Linked DNA regions of Mus musculus: regions 1 and 3 are each linked to region 2. The links are chromatin contacts, called in public HiChIP or PLAC-seq and promoter capture Hi-C maps. All regions are on one chromosome and are shown on one strand. The core of a region is the stretch at or near the end of the contact, and the rest is flanking DNA. Distances in the headings are between cores, read along the strand shown.

What was found. Promoter capture Hi-C pulls out the DNA fragments that hold promoters and counts their contacts. HiChIP or PLAC-seq counts read pairs in DNA pulled down with a chosen protein or histone mark.
Region 1: a contact with region 2 is called in a promoter capture Hi-C map of pre-B cells. The contact joins the enhancer-like site here to the promoter of Itga4 in region 2. A contact is called at or near these places in 6 of 39 promoter capture datasets (the C10 cell line, the HPC-7 cell line, hematopoietic stem and progenitor cells and 2 more), 1 of 15 datasets of contacts at CTCF or cohesin (pro-B cells), 11 of 484 Hi-C or Micro-C datasets (B cells, CD8 T cells, the HPC-7 cell line and 8 more), 20 of 115 datasets of contacts at active chromatin or transcription factors (the 230-238 cell line, CD8 T cells, the SCID.adh cell line and 13 more) and 3 of 9 other capture datasets (adipose tissue, embryonic stem cells and liver).
Region 3: an H3K4me3 HiChIP or PLAC-seq map of the 230-238 cell line shows a contact between it and region 2, with 35 read pairs. The contact joins the enhancer-like site here to the promoter of Itga4 in region 2. A contact is called at or near these places in 14 of 39 promoter capture datasets (the C10 cell line, the HPC-7 cell line, HPC-7-derived erythroid cells and 10 more), 2 of 15 datasets of contacts at CTCF or cohesin (CD8 T cells and large pre-B cells), 1 of 484 Hi-C or Micro-C datasets (nephron progenitors), 18 of 115 datasets of contacts at active chromatin or transcription factors (the 230-238 cell line, CD8 T cells, DN3 thymocytes and 14 more) and 2 of 9 other capture datasets (embryonic stem cells and liver).

Annotation. Positions count from the first base shown.
Region 1 is chr2:79,035,097-79,039,240 of GRCm38.p6, reverse strand. No RefSeq gene overlaps it. Among named protein-coding and RNA genes, the nearest start is that of Gm37004, 65 kb to the right of the region's middle. Within about 2 kb of position 2,755, at least 46 of the 459 cell types and tissues checked have an H3K27ac peak or open chromatin away from gene starts, as enhancers often do. A contact at or near this core is called in the 230-238 cell line, bone marrow-derived macrophages, hematopoietic stem and progenitor cells and 3 more, where this site is marked.
Region 2 is chr2:79,252,388-79,256,691 of GRCm38.p6, reverse strand. Itga4 (integrin alpha 4) reads right to left here and starts at 1,266. Exons shown (of 28, transcript NM_010576.4): 1 at 836-1,266; 2 at 393-514. The coding sequence starts at 1,032.
Region 3 is chr2:79,016,574-79,021,078 of GRCm38.p6, reverse strand. No RefSeq gene overlaps it. Among named protein-coding and RNA genes, the nearest start is that of Gm37004, 46 kb to the right of the region's middle. Within about 2 kb of position 1,823, at least 33 of the 459 cell types and tissues checked have an H3K27ac peak or open chromatin away from gene starts, as enhancers often do. A contact at or near this core is called in the 230-238 cell line, where this site is marked.

The sequences.
Region 1 (4,144 bases), core at 1,506-4,005, 220 kb after region 2:
CAAATCTTGTAGGTGACTTCCCTGGGAAGAAGTGATCTAAGAGAAATCAAGGCAGAAGTGACAGAGTCTCTTATGAGCTGGACTCAGAGAATACCAGTTATAACTGAGGCTGCACTCTATTGGTGGAGCAGATCAGCACTGATGCTGATTAGGAGGGCTCTACGAAAGGAGGCGCCACACTGAAAACATCCACAGGAGCCAGCAATTGACCAGCTACTCTATCTGATCAATCAGACATTCCTTCGAGGGATGTAGAGCAACCCGGTAACAATAAAATATTGCTTACAACTGGGGACGAATAGTAAGCCGGGACAGCCCAGTGACCACATCTCAGACAGACAAAGGCCCCACTATGTTATGTGCTGCCCTTACTGAACGCTTTGTCATTTTTCAAATTCTTTTCATTCCCCACTTGTTGCCCATGCCCTGGACAACTCTCCACCCAATCCTATCTGCCCTTAGGGGTTGGGAGTGAATTGGCACAGAGTGAAAGTCTGCAAGCAGATGAGCAAGCTCATCAGAGCACTGCTGCAAGCTCCTTTAATACCCTCCACCCAGTACCCCATTGGTCCCAAGAAAGCATCTCTTCTAAACTGCAGTTTCAGGTTGGCTGGCATTGTTTGCAGTAGCAATTCATGATCTCTCAGGCAGTCCTCAATTAAGTCCTCCTACAGGAGGTGCTTTTGTGCTGCAAGGCCCCCAGTGTTTACATAGAGGCAGCCCCTGCCTTTGTTTATGCTACACCCACTTTCCCTTTTCAACCTCTCAGTTCTGGGACAATGCCCCTTATTTTTTCATTAGTTTGTCTAGATCAGACATCACACTCCATGTTTCATTTGTTTTCCATTCTCACGTCTGTTAGTAAAATATGAACCACACTTACATATCTAACTATTGTTACATAGTCATTTTGCTTCCAACAATAACAACAAAAGTACAAACACCAAGGGAGTCTTGGTCATCGCTTAAATTCCCAGGACCTCACATAGTAGTTCTTCCCAAGAGGCAATAAAAGTGAAACATATCTTTTTTTTTTCAGTTTTTACTATCTTTTTAAGACAGCTGACCTGTTTTTTCAGAACAATGTATATGTCTTTAATTTCTGTGTTTTGCACTCCCTGCTATAGTTTTTCCTGTAAATTTTAAGACAACATTTTTCAAAGATGATAGTTTTTGTTGTGACCCTTTGGCACAATGGATGCCAGCTAAATATATTCTCTTTCCAGTGACTTCTTTCCCTTTGGGAAGACAAAATATAATGAGAAGTTTGCTTTGTAAGCATCCCACTGAAAAAGGAGTTATTTGATTGTTCAGGGCCATCTGGTGAAGGAGACCTGTCTGAGAACTGAATAATGGGCCCTCGAGCCAGCTTTCCCTCTCTGAACATGGGCGTCTCCACACACTGCCCCTTTTACTTTTTCGATATGATATCACTTTCCGAACCCACACATGAAGATCTGACAACAACTCATTTTAAAGATGACTTATCACTGATCAGGTTTGAAGATTTAAAGAAGCGAGAGAAAGGAAACAGGATTTTTTTTAAAAGAAGATTCTAACTTTTGGGTTTATAAAATTGAAGTGCTTTAAAGATTAAAACAAGCCTTGCATCATTGACATAAAGTATTATGAAGTTCATCACTTAGTCCCCTGGATGAGCACAAAAGAAATTCCGAGGCAACCTCCTGAACCCCACACTTCCTTAACTAAAGAAAATTAATGGGAGTTTACACAGAACAAGGGAGTCGACTTGAAGTCTCCTTGAGGCATGGTTAGCAAAATTAAATCTGGAGGGACTAGAGCAGAACAGGGAAGAAGGCTCTAGAACCTCTGACTAGGTGCAGCTTCAACATTCAGTAGCCAATCTGCTGCCACTGCCATCCACACCCACAACACCTAACTGACCTTCCACAGAGCATCCCTGGAGTCCTCTGTCCTGCTACATCTAGCACACACAATCGAGAGTACCATGTCATGGCTACCATGCCTGTTCTGCTTCCTCCTAGGGCACTGTCCCATTAAACAAGTGCATGCCAGGGAGGCCTCCCAGGTGTTCCAGTGCAAGGACTCCTCCACAGTGTCCTGTAATTCAGGAGTCAATACCTGCTTCTCCTCGGTACATAGGCTGCCATAGATAAAATCATTTGAAACCATTTTAGCCAATTAGGTTCTCTGATAGATTTGGAAAAAAAAAAAAAAAAGAAATAATGAAGAGATTCTCTTCTTTTCTAGAAACCCATGATAAAACACATTTACTTGTACAGCAAAATTTACATGGGGAAAACAACCAAATCATAAAATATTATGACACTTAACTATACGTCTATCAGTAGGTCCCTCCTCCATTAGCAAATATAACTGACCTATAATCTCTCTCCCTCCCCCCCCCCCTCAATTGTGAAGATCTACTCCAGGCAGGATTCACCTAAGTAGAAGAATAGTGTAGATGATTGAACCAGTTACCATAGATTTAACATCCACCCAACTGGCCTAAGCAGCAGTCCTTCTTAGACACAGCCTGTGTATATGGAAGGAACTCAGGCATTGGGAGACATTTATCTCAGACCTTATCCCAACCCATTTCTGTGCACGTAGCAGTTGGTTCCAGATGGACTCATGACTCAATGTCAGTTATGAAAACTAAGGCTTTGCTCTAATCTTAAAGGCCAAAATGTTTCTTTCCTGTTAGATGAACTGCAGGACCAATACACAGCCTGATTTAAAGTGGAGTCAACAGAGAGGAAGTGAAACTAGCAATAAATCCTGGGCCTATGAGAGGCAGAGTTCTCCACAAAATACTGGACTTCCCTTTGGGCTGAGTTATTTTGGAGGGTGATTTTTGTTACTTTGCATCAAAAGGTTTTTTTTGTGGCACAGGCTAACTGGTTGTTTACTAGAAGGTTTAATCAGTGTGGCAATGCGGAGAAGGAAAGGACATTTGGTTTAAACCCATGCCTACTGTCACCACCCTAATATCAGCAAGTAGAGTTTAATTGGAAATAGGTGACATGGTTCTAAGAATAATCATCCGAGGCTAACTGCATGAGTGGTTTTGATGTCAGATAAATTGGCTCTCTTGTTATAAAGTGCATCTCTCCTGATTAGTACTTGATTAAACAACAACAACAAAAAATAACCTCTTCAAGCTGAAATATCAACAGCCTTCTGGGTTCCACTTTCCTCAGCAAGATAATGAGCATAGCACATTGTTTAGCATGTTTTAATTGGATGAATATTTGATACACAATGGTTTTTCTATCACCTTCTGTGCTAAAAGTTCCATTAACACTTGAAGAATTTTCCTGTATTTTCTATCCTTCCATGCAAAGACAGTTGCTGCGCCGTAACAGTTTATGGATTTAAGCTTTCTTTTCATTTACCCATTTGCATTCATCTATCAACGGTTGAAAGGCGCTCTGCTTTTGACCATAAATTCTTTCCAAAATAGATTTTTAAGAGTTAAAATTAAACTGGATTTTATGCTGTACCATTAAATTCTAAGCAATTTCTGTGTGCTCTTTGTTCTGTAAAAAAAAATATAAAATAAACTAAAACAACCGGAAAATGTGTCTCTGGCCCTCCAGAATGTTGTAAGCTAACTCAAGGTAACAAAATGAGCAGGGCAATGGATTGTTTTGGTGTCAGTTATGGATCAAACAACAAATCAATATAAAAAGAATTCTAAGTGGAAAGAAAAGGATTAGTTGAGAGGACCTTAGAAGTTATGATTTGACTCATCAGACAGAAACAGACCAATCAAGAAAATGTGTATCAAACTCACAAAGCCACATGATACTCTAAAATGAATACTTTTTAATTATTCATTTGTTCCAAGCCTCTTAAATTTTTTCCACTTTTGTGACCCCTCCTTCTCTGAGAAACATTACTTGAGCCTGGATATAGGCATATAAGATAGGGAAATAATCAAATATTACCTGATCATAAGAAAATACAGTAGATAATAATTGTTGTAGATATATAATTTCATAATTTATTAAAGCTGTAAGTTAACATGATGAATTAGATATCCCTCTTCATTTTTTACATGAAAGAATTAAAATATTGGCTGAATACTTGACATTTTAAGACAAAGAGCATCTTCAATATGTTTCAGAGTTATTATTTTGATTTGATAATCATCAAT
Region 2 (4,304 bases), core at 17-2,516:
GGGATATAGGCTCAATCAAAGTTTCTATTCCTGATGTGCAGCTCACGCTAGAACAAAGTTGAGAAGTTGGGTCCTCAGCCAGAGAGGGGTTTTAAGGCTTTGAAACAGATTTTACACATGGAAGAGTTCTAGGACTGGTAGAAGGTAGCTTGCCAGAAGCCACCCTATGAGACTTCCCCTGAAAGAGGTTTGGAAGATACTGAGATCACATACAGTTGCAAGCAAAGGAGAGGAAAATACTCTCAGGAGCAAGCTGGCATGGGGTTAAAATTGAAAAGCTTGTACTTTAATCCAGAAGAGACCAGCATCATAGTGTCTTCCAGGACTTGCCCAACAGTGGACCCACGAAGGGGAGAAAGTTCATTATGTCTTGTTTTGGGGACCCAACTCACCCAGCTGGAGCTGTTCGCAGGTCTGGTTTGGATTCTTTCTGATCCCGCATCTGTAAATCGCCCCAGGATTGACCACTGAGGCATTAGAGAGCCAGCTGGCAGTGGGAGCCCCCACGATGAGCCTAAAGCAAGAACCATGCAAGTTCGCTCAGACGTGAACCAGTCTGCCCACCCACTCTGCCCCGTGTTGGCTTGTGACAGCTGTGCAGTGGTCAGCAAGGGAAGTGGCACCCACCTCCTCTTCCCATGACTGGAGACCCAGGACTCAGGAGCACCCTGGGGGCTGCCATCCCAAGATAAGTTAGTTCCAAGGCTCTCCAGTGAGGCAGCTGGCTGAAGCCAGGTCTTTCTCTGACCTCCCAGGAGGGCGGAAAGTTTGATTCATACAAGGAATCCCAGAGGCGGAGGCGCTGTGACATGCCTCTTGGGGAGGGCGCACTCACCAGCGCTTCGACCCGTGGCTGTGCAGCACCACCGAGTAGCCAAACAGCGTGCCGGAGGGGCCCTGGTACAGCAGTGCATTCTCCGGGTCCAGGTTGTAGGAGTGCCCGGTTGGCACCCCGAAGTACAACAACAGCATCACCGCTTCCCGGAGGGCGATCCCTCGGGACCTCGGTCTGCACCTCGCTTCCGCAGCCATGCGCTCTTGGTGGAGAACATTCAACACAAAACGGCCACTGACCAGAGTTGCACAGGATGCGACGGTTGGCCAAAGAGAAGAGCGCCCCAAGAGATGAAGTGCAGCAGCGTGTCCGGTGCTGGCAGGCGACAGGGGCGGAGAGAGGGACGCCAGAAGAGGAGGGGAATTGGTGGCCACAGGCGGAGCGATCGTAGTGGCCAGGGATGCTTCAGGCTCTGGCCCACGCCCCGTTTCTGTGGCCCCGGAGCCAGGGGCCGGGTGCTCCTAGGATCTGGGTGGGGTCCTGGGTGTGGTGCAGTGGCTCACAGCCTGGCCTCCCTCTCCCCAACCCGATCCCCATCCCCGCCCCGCAGCAGCTGTAGGGGGCGCTAGGGGACCTAGGTTGCATGGACTCACACCCTGGCAGACATCACACACAGTGGCTCTGGCTTCTGGGGCCCAGCAAAAATAACCCTTGGGGGAACACAAAACAGATCAGGGGATTCCCTTTTGAAAGTTGGCTAAGGCTTGATGCCTTGCGGGACTTCACCAAGTGACTGGCCTCCAGGGCCAGTCCCAGTGGCCAATAATTTGGGAACTAAGACTGTGGAGAACCTTCCAGAACTTCCTCTGTCACTTATGTGCTGTGTAGCATACAGAAATTACACAGTTTGCAAGAAGCCAAAACTGCTGCCCCCCCCCCCTCCCGCCCCAGCCCTATTGGAGCATTTGGTGACAAAAGTATATGGCTAGTCTCTTCAAAACTCCCAGGCCTGCAGCCTTTTATGCAGGCTTCCTTCCTCTCTATACACTTCCTCTTAAATAGAGTCTATACGCATGAGCAAGCCAGGCAATAGCCTAACACAGAAAACCCAGGCAAGCTAAGGAAATTCTGTGACTTGCCTCACTTAGCAGACTCCACCCCTTGCTCACTTCTTCATAACTAGTCCCCATGTACACACTCAGTTACCCCAGGACATACCTACCACCAGATGTGTAGACACAGCCTAAGACAAGGTCATAACAGGCTTCTAAAAAGCCACCAGAGATCAGAGTCACAGCACACCTAAGCCAGGAGATGGGCCTCTGCTGAACATACTCCTTGTGTGCTGCTTTTCTTTTTTTTTTTAATTTTATTTTATTTTTAATTTATGTCTTACACTCCATATTCCATTCCCTGCTTTTCACGCTGGAGCAGGAGGCAAGTGCTGGTGAGTGTTAGCAGGTGAGATGCTGGCCCTCTTACCTTTGTTGCAAAAAAAAGACAAATGACAAGAAAGAAAGAAAGAAAGAAAGAAAGAAAGAAAGAAAGAAAGAAAGAAAGAAAGAAAGAAAGAAAGAAAAAGAGAGAGGGAGGGAGGGAGAGAAAGAAAGAAAGGAAGAAAGAGAGAGAGAGAGAGAGAGAGAGAGAGAGAGAGAGAGAGAGAGAGAAAGGAAGGAAGAAAGGAAGAAAGAAAGAAAGAAAGAAAGAAAGAAAGAAAGTCCGTGTCTGCCAGTTACACCAACAGAATCACAGGCCCGCAGCTGTCGCTGTTCACTGAGTCAGATCATCTCATGCAGTGGGCAGCCCCCAGTCCTCGAAACACCACAACAAATCAGCAGGATGCCTGGAGGAGCACCCAGCAACATTTTTGGCCTGATAGTAGAAAAGAAAAGTTCCCTACTCCATAAAGTTTAATTGTTTGGGAACACTTGAAGAGAGCTGGAAGGCAAGGATCGCTGAGTTGGGCTCCACACACTCTGAGAAGAGGCACGAGGGAGGAGCCGGTCAGCCTGGTTGAGGGACTGAAAAATAAAATAGCACGTGCCTCCTGAGCCCCACAGGCAGGGAAGGGATGGTGAAACTCTGGTTGGCACTGATAGCTGTACAGTGGCTAATGGGCAGGTCCTCATTTCTATCATTCAGATTACAATTTGCTACTTTTCCAGAAGTATTATTCAACAAGCCAAGACAACCCTCCTTCCTTCCCTTAGGACTTGAAAACAGCCCTGCTGCTAAAAATCCCCTCCCATTGGGGAGATAGAAACAATGTCTACCCCTTGTGCTAACGTCCCATTGGCAAACCCAGGCATGACTCTGAAATTCCTTTCCTCTGGGGAACTGTCTTAGTTAGGGTTCCTATTGCTGTGACAAAGCACCATGATCAAAAGCAACCTGGGGGAGGAAAGGATTTATTTGCCTTAGATATCCTGAATCATACTTCATAAGGGGAAACCAAAACAGGAACTCAAACTGGGCAGGAACTTGGAGGCAGGAGCTGATGGAGAACCCACTGTCTTGCTTCTGGTAGCTCACTTAACTGGCTTTCTTATGGTGCCTAAGAACACCAGCCCAGGGTGGAGGTGGTACCACCCACAGTGGGTTGGACTGTCCCACACTCTATCATTACATGAAAAAGAAAAAAAAAACATTTAAAAAGTCCTACCGGCTTGCTTGCTTGCCTACAGCCCACATCTTATGGAAGCAATTTGTCAATTGAGATTTCTTCCTCTCAGGTGACTGTAGGTTGAGTCAAGTTGACATACCCAGCACAGGAATCTATATGTTGGTTGTGTTTCTTCCGAAGCATAAGTGAGAGTTACTTACTAATATGTGGGTTCTCTTTCCCAACACACCACACCTGGAAAACCAGCAGACTGAAGGGTTCCTTGTAGAGGCATCAATGGAGACCCACTCCCAGTCTTTTGGAGATTACTTAATTCAGCCCCTCCTTCAAAGGATAGCAACTCAAACAGGCTTTCATACACCAGGTGGTAGGGAGCAGCTGGATACTCAGGGTCTCCGACCCTCCTCACTTCTCCATGTGTTGTTTAAACAGTCAACAGGTCCATTTGGGATAATCAGTTTGCAAGAGGGACAAGCTGACCTCCACAAGGTGGCAGTTGCTAGGTTCAGAGGATAGTCACATACAAGCCTCAAGCGTTAAGGCTTTGGAACTGCTTTATAAACTCCCAAATTAATGTTCTCTTTCCTCAGTGGCACTCTCCCTTGATGACTCGTTTTCATCCTTGTGATGTAGTCCCAGACTATCCCAAACCTGTCCCTCTTCCTTGGACCCCATTCACTTAGGCCATCTCTGCTCCCTAATTCCTGAAGTTCCCCAAGGCCCTTCCATCATCCTCCGGGTCTTTGACTGTCTTGACACTCTACCTGGGCACACAGCCATTCTCTGACTTCGCATGTTTTTTTCTTTCCCTTCCTCTCCCCTTCTTCCCTCCTGGTTTTCTCTCTTTCTCCCTTGCTAAAGAGATTTTTTTTCTTCCCATCCAATGTAAAGCCTCCCTGTTCTGTT
Region 3 (4,505 bases), core at 574-3,073, 240 kb after region 2:
GACCTTTACAGGCTCTCAGAGACTGAACCACCAACCAAAGAGCATATATGAGCTAGGCTGAGATTCCCCCCCCCCTCCCACTTCCCCATGCACATATGTAGCAGATTGCAGCTTGGACTTCATGCAGGACCCAAACAGCTGGAGCTGGGGGTATCTCTTACTCTGTTGCCTGCCTGTGGATCCTGTTCCCTAACTGAACCACCTTGTCTGGCCTCAGTGGGAGATGATGTCCCTAGTTCTGCAGTGATTTGATATGCTAGGGAAGGTTGGACCTCTCCCTTCTTAGAGGAGAAAGGGAGAGGGGATAGGGAGGAGATGCATGCATAGGGGACTGTGAGGAGAGGGGAGGGATGTAAAGTGAATTAAACAAGCAAACAAATAAATAAACAACATACAAACCAGACTGGGAAGATAGCTTAGTTGATAAAACCAAGAATGGGGAGCAGCACTTGGTAAGAACCTGAATGAAAATGATGGCATGGTAGCATGAGGTGGTAATACCAGCCCTGGGGAGGCAGAGAGAGGAGGATCCCTGGGGTATATGTGCCAGCTCTTCCTTCTAGCCTAATTAGTGAGCCCCAGACCAGTGGGAGACCTAGTCTCAAAAGAGAAAGGTAATATTCCTGAGAGTCACACTTTAGGCTGTCCTCTCAATTCCACAAGCACAGGTATGCATGTGACTGTAGCCATACATGTACATTTATGCTCACACATGAGAACAACCACAGACACGGGGGGGGGGGCAAGCACACACACAGAGATGACAGATGGTAAATAAATAGATATAGATAGATGGATAGACAGATAGATAGACAGATAGATAGATCGAAGCATCCACAAACATAAACTCACATCAATATTCTTGTGTAAAAGGATTCCAAAAGCAGTCAGAACTCTACAGCGTGGACGATAGAAAATGTAAATCCTCAGATGGAGATTTAAGAGGGAACAATTCAGACTGGCCAGAGTTTGCCTCAGAAACAGTGGTTACAACATGAAGAAACTTTAAAAGCTCAGTAAGAGGTTTTGATTTCATCTCCAGGATTATGGGGACCTTGAGGTGGTCAGCATCTGGAATGATCTCATTCCTATGTCATGAAGATCACGCTAGCAGTTTGGAGAACAGGCTGATTGATCTGAACTTGAGTAATGAGCTAGAATCAACTGGATCGGGCTGCTGGTGAGGGGAAGGAAGACAAAGGGTTTCTTGTTCTGCTGCTTCAATAACTGTAGAAACAGGTGCTAGCAAGACACGGAACACTGAAACATTCTACTTAGTTTGTGCTTATAAGGGATATGGGATAAAGATATTTAAACCTTTTTCTCCATCTAGAAACACACGGATGTACTTTTGTTCATTCATGTATATGTAAATCTAATTATATATAATCTATCAATCAATGTCTAGTCAGTGTAATTCATAACAAGAAACATTTTACAGAAAGCTATTGGTTATAAGATATGAAAATTACTAAATAGAGCTGATTTGGCATTTTGTCTTTTATTCCAAGATTCAGAGCTATGATTTCAGAATTGTATTTGGACTTTTTCAGTTTAAAACTGGTTAAAAAGTATAAGTGGTCTTTTTTTAGATGGCACAGAAATGAGCCATGCCTTGACGGAGCCTAGAACTTTCTAGAACGGTGATTCTGAAGTTAGTCTGTAAATTATGATCACATGGAGAAGTTACAAATCCCAGGCCTCATTGCAGAGCTGTTGAAATGACAACCCCTGGAGATAAGATGTGGGGCAGGAACATATCTCTATGTTCTTCAGGTGGTTTCTGCATGCAGACAAGTTTGGGAACCAGTGGTCTAGAACAGGAACACAAAAGTGAACTGAAACTGCTCACTGAGAACTGAGGCCGCTCTAACACAGAGGCCACAAAATCAGGTGTGCAATAAATAGCTTCAGTTCTCAGTAGCAGTTAGTAATTTCCCTCCATTCCACAGCACAGGAAACATTTACTCTGGGTCCATCCAGGTCTTGTCTCTCTTCTCCCCTGTACTTTTCCTACATGTACAGCTGGTTCAATCCAACAAGCGAGAGTCGTAAAGTGTCAGGGAGAAGAGACAGATTAGCAGGGACCAGCAGCCATAGAACCTCCAGCTGGGATCAATCCACGTTGTTTGTGCTGACTCCCTCAACACTTGTCTTCTCTGTTGGTTTCTGACCTCCCTAGCACATCCCTAACCTATCCCATCCACATGGAATCTATGCTCCCTAGAATTTCTGTTCCCATTCTCACAGCTCATAACTTCATTCCTCTGAGCAGTGACAGAAATTCTGCAACTTGCTACTTTGCATGGACTTCAAGGGACAGAAGATTTGGAATAGTATGAGAAGGGATTGTTGAAAGTGAGAAACTCCACTTAATAACATGTCAACATATAAACAACAGTACCACTTCCTATTACATGGCTGGTTGTGCAAAGGGATGTTGTTGTTGTTGTTGTTATTTTGTTTTGTTTTGTTTTTCAAAACAGGGTTTCTCTGTTTAGTTCTGGCTCTCCTGGAACTCACTCTGTAGACCAGGCTGTCCTTGAACTCAGAAATCCACCTGCCTCTGCCTCCCAGGTGCTGGGATTAAAGGTGTGTGCCACAACTGCCCAGCGCAAAGGGATTTTTATCTTTGTAAAATTGTTTAGTGTGTATTTTTAGCATTCTCTTAATTAACTTCATGAGGTCTTTTTAAAGATGCATGTCCATTTTGTGAAGGTAATTTGTTTTGTGAAAAATTATAGAGAAACATAATCTATCAACTTTCCTGAGTGCACAAAGCTTCAATACTGTGGGAGCTAAGATGGTATTGCCCTTGCAAACTGGCTAGCATTTGCTCAGAAAAGCACTTGGACCAGACATGGCTAGCTTATAGGACAGTAGTGTCAATTATTGTATGAGTTGTCAGACTGTTCAAGGACATAGATCAATGGGAATATGGCTCCATTAGTACAGGGCACAACTGTCACTTTAGAAAAGTTTTTCTACATCTGAAAGTTCATGAGTGAACAACAGTGGTGAGCATATATTTAAGGAACAGCATATGCTGTGTACACATCAAAGCAGTGTCCATGCTGAACACTTTCAGATAGGAATGACTAAATTGCAGCACACTCAGCCATTTGAGGATTCAGGAGCCTGCTGGTGTACTGTCATCTAAACAATGGTTCAGAACTTCACATGGTCTAACAGAACAAGTTCAAGTTCAGAACACAACTCTGTACATTGAATGATATGACATGGTGTGTGGAAGATGACACGAATGGGCTATAAATGAGAAGAACATAGATGTGCAAATGTGTACATTGCCTTACTCAGATTAGCTTTCTACCCTTTTTATTTTATCCATTTATTGACTATTTTACTCTAACTGTCCTGTTACTTACTATGTCGACCAGGCTAATGTCTAACTGTGGCTGAATGTCCCTGCCTCTCCCTAGTACTAAGTAGGACCAGCTTCTGTATGGCAATGGCCATCTGGTACCATGATGATTTTCTTGCTTGCAGTGTACAAATAGCATGAAACATTCTGTAACACAGACGAGATCTTTCAGACCCATTGGAATCAGCACTGCACTCTCCGGAGGAAGACAAGGCCAGGATAGACTCACCTACTTTGAAACAGAAAGTGTGGAAATTTCTAAATGAAACAAAAGATGCCTAAATACAGATCTCTTTCCCTTCTTATGGGTGCAAGGCCTATTGTGTATTGAACTGTTGGTTCTCGGGTGCACTTGGGAGCTATTTACAAAGGCAATGTTCCCAGAGATACTTTTAGCTTAAAATATCGTTCAAATAAGATCATATAAAGAATTAATGCATGAGGCAGAGCTAAGGAATGAGCCATAAAAGAGATGACTCAATGTCTGTAAGATGTGATGTCTTGCCAAGAGCTTTATAGGGTACATGGTTTTGAGTTTATGTGAATTAAAAGTACAATTTCAATATGTTAGGTATGATAAGATTTTCCTGAGTAATTAGGACAAACACCAAGGTAAGATATCACGGCGAAAGAACATTGGTTCATGCATAAAGTAGAGAGACGTTACCACAGAAAGGGGGATGACAGTCAGACTATGAACTGAGTTAAGCCAACTGATGGCTTGTTTGGCTTGCCCAGTGTTTAGTTCTCTATCTGCAGAAAGAGTTTTATTTGAATTAGCAGTCAGTATTTAAACATTGGGAGACTGCCCACACAATTTCTAAAGGGTTGACTTCCCTTAAGAAATCCAAAGCTCTGAACGCAATGCTAGCTTGCAGTCCCATGTCAGTCATCAGTAGTGATCATTAGAAGCAGGCCACCAGGACAAGTCACAGGCTCTCGAAACAGACATGATAACCAACTCTACTTTTTGTCACAGTGACTGTCAGTTGCCTTTTGTCATGATGGCTATGCTGATTATATTACTGCAGTTGTTTTGTAGTGCAGAATAATGTTTTCTTTGTACCATGTTTCACAGACTTCTCTGCTGTCTGGTCTATATATATATTTGAGGTTTTGATCT